Linked DNA regions of Pan troglodytes: region 1 is linked to region 2. A link is a contact called in public HiChIP or PLAC-seq data. All regions are on one chromosome and are shown on one strand. The core of a region is the stretch at or near the end of the contact, and the rest is flanking DNA. Distances in the headings are between cores, read along the strand shown. Region 1 holds the start of TTC14 (tetratricopeptide repeat domain 14). Region 2 overlaps PEX5L (peroxisomal biogenesis factor 5 like).

Region 1 (3,605 bases), core at 170-2,669, 660 kb before region 2:
CAATTAACATTTAATTTCCAAAAGTATCTTGGCAGGTATACTTGAGCACAACCGCATGCAAAGATATAGTTCTTGCATTGAGATGAGTTAACAAAAACAGAAGCAATCCAAGTAACAAAAATAACTTACTGTGATTTCTAAGTGGGCTATATCTCTCATGATACCACTTCCTAAACAGATCAACACCATGAAAAAACCGAATTCCCGAATAGAACTAATTCTTCCAATCACTATATCACCACGCTCAATATCTCGGAAAAACAGCTCTCTCCGATCCATACTAGGTATCTCCATGAATTGCTCTAAAGGTGGCATGATTGCATAATGATCTAAAAAAAAAAATTAACAAAATCACTAACGATAGTTTTGAGTTCCGTTTCACCTGAAGTACTGTTAAACCGAACCGCAATCTTAAAGATTTTAAGGCTAAACTCACCTTCACTGTCTTCATTAATTTCAGAAGTTGCAGGTGCATCTGATTTCCAGGAAAGTGCAAAAAGCAGATCCGCTTTTTTGGAGATGAATTTCTGTATCTCGATGTTGTCAACTCTCTTCTCTTTTCTTAAAAAGAAAAAAATATATATGAAAATTGGGTTATCTGCAAAGCCTCTTTACTTCTAACCTTCTGCTTATGGCTTTCATCGCCTATTCCGCTCCATCCTAAGCTGCAGACAATACAACCTCAGACAAAAAGTTTTAACTAGGCATTCCCTCATTAACCAACCTGGAGGTGGAGAGCGGGGAAACTTAAAAAGTGACGCCTCCAACTCAGATAGGAAAGCTCAAGGGATTTTTAGCTAAGGAATCTGCGCCTCTACCAAGCAGCGCCAGAGAAAAAGTTCAGCCCGCATCCCGCATTGCACAACCCAGGAGCGTCCCCCGTCACCCAGCCCAAGACACCAGCGCGCGATCCTCCTGTGCTCATGGCCGCGGCTCCACTTCCTCTAGACGCAAACCCGGGGCTGCGGTAGTGGCTGCCAGAGCTGCGTCCCCTCTTCCGTGGCGCCGTGGCACCAACGTCTCATTACCTGCCCTGCAACTGCTGCTGGGGCTGCGGGCCCCGGGCTGGCTCGGCGGCCGACCCCAGGAGGCTACGGAAGTGTGGATTGTCCTGCTGTTCGCTCCGAAGTAGAGACAGCAAAGACGACCCGTGGCAATTTAGCGACTGCCGCAGAAGGTCCCGGTCCATGGCTAGAGACTGTAGGGTCCGGAGGCCGACGGGCTGATAGTCCCCGGTTCCGTGTCCGCTACTTGAGCCAGGTGGTACAGGAAGCGGAAGAAACCGTCTGGAGGCTGCCGGAAGTACACAGACAGCACAACCAGTTACACCCGGAAGTGTTCTGGGGTCGCCCCCACGGCGGCGCGGCGGAGCTCAGCCTCGATCTCGCGAAACCGAGCGAGACTACGGAAGGCCGAAGGATTGGGCGCAGCATTGCTTGGGCTAAAGGCTGACTAGGGCTTCCAGGAAGTGATGTATGTGAGAAGTTTGCTTTTTAAAGTGTACGTGGGATCGTTATTACGTCGAAATAGCTCGAGCTGTAACCTAGGGTAAATAATAATTCCTTTTCGTATTCATCAAGGTGCTTCTAAGTGCCAGTGCCAGGGTAAGAACCCTATACGAGTTTCCAAGCTTCTTCCCTCGACGTACTCTCTGCGTAAATCAATACCTGTGTCTCTGGCGTAACCCCATTCAACCGGCTGCTCCGGGAAGGTTTCCAGGTGGTTTAAAGGGCAGAAGAAAGGAAGGACACGGACATTTGTTAAGCACCTGGAGTGGTGTTCTCCATCCATACCCCATTTACTGTTAGTGATTGTGAATTCTAAAACCAGGATGGCTTTAATGTCTCCACATGTGCATATGCCATTCAAGTTTTACAATAACTAATGAACACATGCATTTCTTATTTAGTTTATCTCAATGGTTGCTCCAAATTTAGTGTCTGTGGGACTTACTGTATAGTGATATGTACGCAAAAGTCAATATACTGTTCTTATGGACAATTCAAGTGATTTTCAAAGGGAATTTCAACTTAGGTCCCCCATCCCCTTACTTATTGACTTGAGAACCTAACCACTATGGTAGCTATTGTACTTTTTCATTTTAGAAAACGAGGAAACATGCTCAGAGAGTCCCAGTAAATTGCTCAATGGCACACAGCTAGTAAGAGGCTAGAGTTCCAAACGAAGTATTAATTGGTCTTCTCAGGCAGAGTTGCTGGATTGAGTATTTTATACGGAAGGTCTAACTAACCCTAATTTTGAGATCAGGTAGCTTCGTTTTATTCCAGTATAAAACTTGTACCATTTAAATATGTTCAGTGTAAATAGTTCAGTATAGTCCTCTTGAACAGAAATAAACGGTGACAGTTAGTCTCCCCACTTCCCACCATGTGTCTTTGAGGAAATCAACTTGCCCTTCACTGTGTTACCACTTTTGTATGGGAGATCTAGCCCAGAACATAATCGATACTGCCACACTGTTTTGTGGAAAACCCAGGCAAATAGGTAAACAGTTTGAGACTTGAGAAAATGCAACAAACAAGAATGCAACTGTAAAAGATAAATTTGGGCTAGGCACGGTGGCTCACACCTGTAATCCCAGTACTTTGGGAGGCCGAGGGCGGATCACTTGAGGTCAGGAGTTCAGAGACCAGCTTGGCCACCATGGCCTAACCCCGTCTCTACTAAAAATACAAAAATTAGCCGAGCGTGGTGGCTCATGCTTGTAGTCCCAGCTATTCGGGAGGCTGAGGCACGAGAATCTCTTGAACTCTGGAGGCGGGGGTTGTAATGAACTGAGATCGCGCCACTGCAGTCCAGCTTGGGCGCTGGAGGGAGACTCCGTCTCAATAAATAAATAAATAAATAAATAAATAAATAAATTTCAAGCTTCTATAGGCATATCAACTTTAATAAATGGTACAGACTGACTTGTTTTAAGCCATAACTCTAGAGAATGGTTGTTTTTAGGAAAGAGTGCTGTCACTGAAAAGGAAGGCTGACCACTAAAAATTATTATAGACATCTTGATAAGTATGTGATTTGTGTTAGAGTCCATCTGTGATCAAGGACCTCATTTTTTGGAGGGACTAAGAAACCAGTGTCTGAGAACCAGACACCAAATAGTGTCACTTAGCCTGGGAATGTCACCTTCTGAGGCCATTCTTTAGTAGCACATGGTTTTATCACTATGGGATCTGTCTAGACTTCTTCCTAATTCCAACACTAGGATAATCCTCCCCCACCTCATACCTTGAACATCTGAAATGGCCGTGAACATAGAAAGCAGCTCCTTTTAGAGGGTAAACAGCATTTGTCAAGAGTGATGTTTTTCATATAGTAGTGACAGAAGAAATGAACTTTAAGCAATGTACTCAAAACTCAGCGTGGGATTTTCTGTCTTTGGTTAGTTCCTTATGTGAAAGTAGCCACATTAGTTGGGTGCCAAAGGCAGTCTTACTCTTTACTTCCAGAATACTACTCCCATTGCAGAGGATAAAGCCTTTTACAATTACAGGTGTATTTGAGTTCATTTTCTTTTGAGACAGACACCCCTTTGACTTTGAAGGGGACAGGGCACTGGATCTTTGACATGGGATTGGAGG
Region 2 (3,376 bases), core at 60-2,559:
TCTAAGAATTCAAGCCTTGTTTTTCTCTCTCATATATAATGACAGCAGCGGGCCACAGATGTCACGTGCTTAGTGCTCACCGCCTCTGCTGTCTTATTGTGATTCTCCACGTGGTGGAATAAAACATTGCACACAGAATGCAGACCACATTCAGCTTCCCAGAAAGTTTAGCTTCCAGTGAGCAGAAACTGAATTTCCATACCTAAATTCTATAGGAAAGGATTTGACTAATTGGACATGAGTTTCTGTTCTCCTCACAATAATTTACTGCAGGCTAATTATTACACATTTAAATACTTTGGATAAATGAATTAAAAGCCAGTTTTCCTCTTTATTCATCCAATTCATTAGATGATTTCATTTTAGGAAATGAGGAAGTAGATGTGATTAATTGTGCAACAAATGAGCAATTCACTCACTTATACAAGGAATAAGAATCTCTGTGCTAAGAGATGGAATGATTTGTTTCCCCACTGCCAAGGTGGCTGCTGGCCATACAGGGCATAGTGTTCATACAGTGCAAATGCTGATGATAGCGCTAATCTAATATAAAGATGCTTGCTTGAAATCCAGAGCAATCTTCATCTACCATAAATAGGAAAGTAAGCAGGATTCTAAAAGTAAATATAGTAAAATAATAATAACAACAATAATATTCAACTCATATAGTTCATTACTTTTGCAAGTGCTTTGGTATATGTTACGTCATTTGATTGTCACACAACGACACTGGATGTTAGTATTGTTACTATCCCCATTTTACAGATAAGGAAACAGGTTCAGAGGACATTACTGCATTGCTGGAGGACACATAGCTCATAAGTAGCAGAGCCAGAATTGGAACGCAGGCCTCCTGATGCCAAAGTAATATGGCCTTTCCATTATGTCTACTATATGTAACCTAAGAGGACAAAATGGAGAGAGGAAGAAAAGATCAATCTGAAAGCTGCGTCCTTTGGTTGTTCTAGCTCAGGTCACCACACATGCTAACTCCCTGTTCCATCAACAGGCAGCTGGCCTTGAAGGGCTGGAGCAGGGTCGAGTGTACAGGAGACTCAGTTGACAGGTGAACTCTGTCCCAGTCCACTGTCTTCCATGTGTGCGTCCCAGTGAAGGCAGAGTCCTGGGAAGAAACCATCCGTCTCATGCGCCTGGGTCGAGAGAGGGAATCCGGGTGCAGTGGGAGGGAGGTGAGGACCAAAGAATTCAAGATAAAGGAGATTCCGCGCCTCCGAGTGCCTACCGGTGCCGCCGCCCCGCAGAAGCGCTGGGGCCTTGGACATGCGCGCAGCGGGCGCGGTCACAGGCTCCAGCCCCGCCCAGCCGCCTCCGCGGTCCCGCAGTGTTGTCATTGCTCTGGCAACTGCAGACACATCCCACGCCAGAACAGCCGCGAGAGGGACATCGGGTTCGGAGTGGCCCTCCTCAGGCTCCAGGTGCAAAGTGCTCCAAAACAAAGCAGCAGAAATAGCAGCCACGAAAAGGAGCCCTAGGAGGAGAAATGAGGCCCAGGCTTCTTGGGAGAAGATGCAGAAAGGGCTGTCACAATTAATTTCAGTCCGGAGGCCAGTTTCTGGAAGGGTTCAATAGACTAGAAGTACATACAGACGGCAACAGCTTTTCCTCCAGTGGTAAAAAGCAGAGTGAACTTTAAATCCAGATCCTCTTCCTCCAATCAACCTTTTCTTTGAAAAGCTGATAAATAATCTTTTCTTTTCTTCTTCTTCTTTTTTTTTTTTTTTTTTTTTTTTTTTTTTTTTTTTGAGGAGTCTCACTCTGTCACCCAGGTTGGAGTGCAGTGGCGCGATCTGAGCTCACTGCAACCTCCGCCTCCCGGGTTCAAGCGATTCTCCTGCCTCAGCCTCCCAAGTAGCTGGGATTACAGGCGCCCACCACCACGCCTAGCTAGTTTTTGTATTTTTAGTAGAGACGGGTTTTCACTGTGTTGGCCAGGCTGGCCTCGAACTCCTGACCTCGTGATCCGCCCGCCTCTGCCTCACAAAATCCTGGGATTACAAGCGTGAGCCACTGGGCCTGGCCAAATAATCTCATTTTCAAAGTGAGAAATATTCTATTCTTATAACTAGTATGAGCTGTGTTGGAAAGTTTTCTACTCACTCTTTTCTACCAGGTTAATCAATGTTGTGGGTAGGAGCTTGGATTTTGGCATCGCACAGACTGGCGTTCAAATTCACACTATGCTATTTATTGACAGTGACTTTTGAACAAATACCTTCCCTGATTCTCAGTCCCTTCATCTGTGAAATGGGGGAAATGCCACCAACCTGATAAAGTTATTTTGAGAATTACATGAAGTACTGAATGTTGAATGCTTACTATAACATCATGGTGAATGAAATAATGCAGACACAAAAGGAAAAATACTGTATGGTTCCATATATATGAAGTACCTCGTAGAGAATTTTGAGCTGAGGGGAAGGGCAAGAGTTCTTGTTTAATGGCTGCAGAATTCCAGTTGGGGGAAAGGTGTGGAGATGATCACACAACAATGTGAACGTATAAATGCCGCTGAACTGTACATGTTTAAATCGGCAAAATGGTAAATGTATATTATGCATATTTTAACACAATAAAATAAACAAATTTTAAAATGTTTACAGTAGAGCTTGGCGCACAATAAATGGCTCTAATCTTGTGCCCCACCCTTCACATACTTCTACCACTTGCTATTATTTGCACTGTATTTTATCCACTGTGTCTGCCACTACTGTTACATTTCAATCTTCTTGAAAGTGAAAGACCACTGGTTATAGCTTATTCATCTTTTCTACCTCTGGCCTACCATAACGCCTGGCACATGTTAAGCACTCATTAAATGATTTGGGGAAAAAGAGGTAGCTCAAGACTCTTCCCCTCCTGTTTCTTACATTTTTAAAACCTCTCAACATTGTAAAAGGTCACTTATTTCTCTTTTCGTGCTAGAAGATCCTTATTTTGGACTAAAATGGTAAGTTCACACTATTGTACCAATGTATTATTTAAGCTTCAATAAATGAAGGAGACATTTCTCTAAATTAGGCCTCTGAGGATTGGATCCATGTTGTTCTTAAGGAGTTACGTCTTGCTCTAAATATACAGGCAGAGCAAAAGTGGAGCATGGGTTGCTGTTCCTTTAGAGGGAAATTAATGCTGTATAGAGTATTCTATATCCAGTATATAACTGGAGCCCCACATGGTTCTCTCTTCATGCAGTACCATTTCAAAGAAACAGTAGCCAGATGGCATAAGCTTTGAAGAAACTGTAGACCATTAATGAAGTTTCCTGATAGTGGCAACTAAGGGGATCCCATAGCACTTCATGCAGAAAGTCTCTCAAAAGCTTTCTGTAGGTCTCTTTCCATCTCATTAAACGTCT

Evidence for each region. HiChIP or PLAC-seq counts read pairs in DNA pulled down with a chosen protein or histone mark.
Region 1: a contact with region 2 is called in an H3K4me3 HiChIP or PLAC-seq map of stem cell-derived excitatory neurons, with 7 times the contacts expected there. The contact joins the promoter of TTC14 here to the enhancer-like site in region 2. A contact is called at or near these places in 4 of 7 Hi-C or Micro-C datasets (blood, induced pluripotent stem cells and stem cell-derived neural progenitor cells), 1 of 1 datasets of contacts at active chromatin or transcription factors (stem cell-derived excitatory neurons) and 1 of 1 other capture datasets (stem cell-derived neural stem cells).

The regions. Positions count from the first base shown.
Region 1 is chr2:183,773,308-183,776,912 of NHGRI_mPanTro3-v2.0_pri, reverse strand. TTC14 (tetratricopeptide repeat domain 14) reads right to left here and starts at 1,419. Exons shown (of 13, transcript XM_003310128.6): 1 at 1,029-1,419; 2 at 437-561; 3 at 130-329. The coding sequence starts at 1,189. LOC107970850 (a long non-coding RNA gene) reads left to right here and starts at 1,313. Exons shown (of 5, transcript XR_010155393.1): 1 at 1,313-1,473.
Region 2 is chr2:183,115,839-183,119,214 of NHGRI_mPanTro3-v2.0_pri, reverse strand. The region is part of intron 1 of PEX5L (peroxisomal biogenesis factor 5 like); the gene reads left to right. Among named protein-coding and RNA genes, the nearest start is that of PEX5L, 95 kb to the left of the region's middle. Within about 2 kb of position 1,309, at least 11 of the 24 cell types and tissues checked have an H3K27ac peak or open chromatin away from gene starts, as enhancers often do. A contact at or near this core is called in stem cell-derived excitatory neurons, where this site is marked.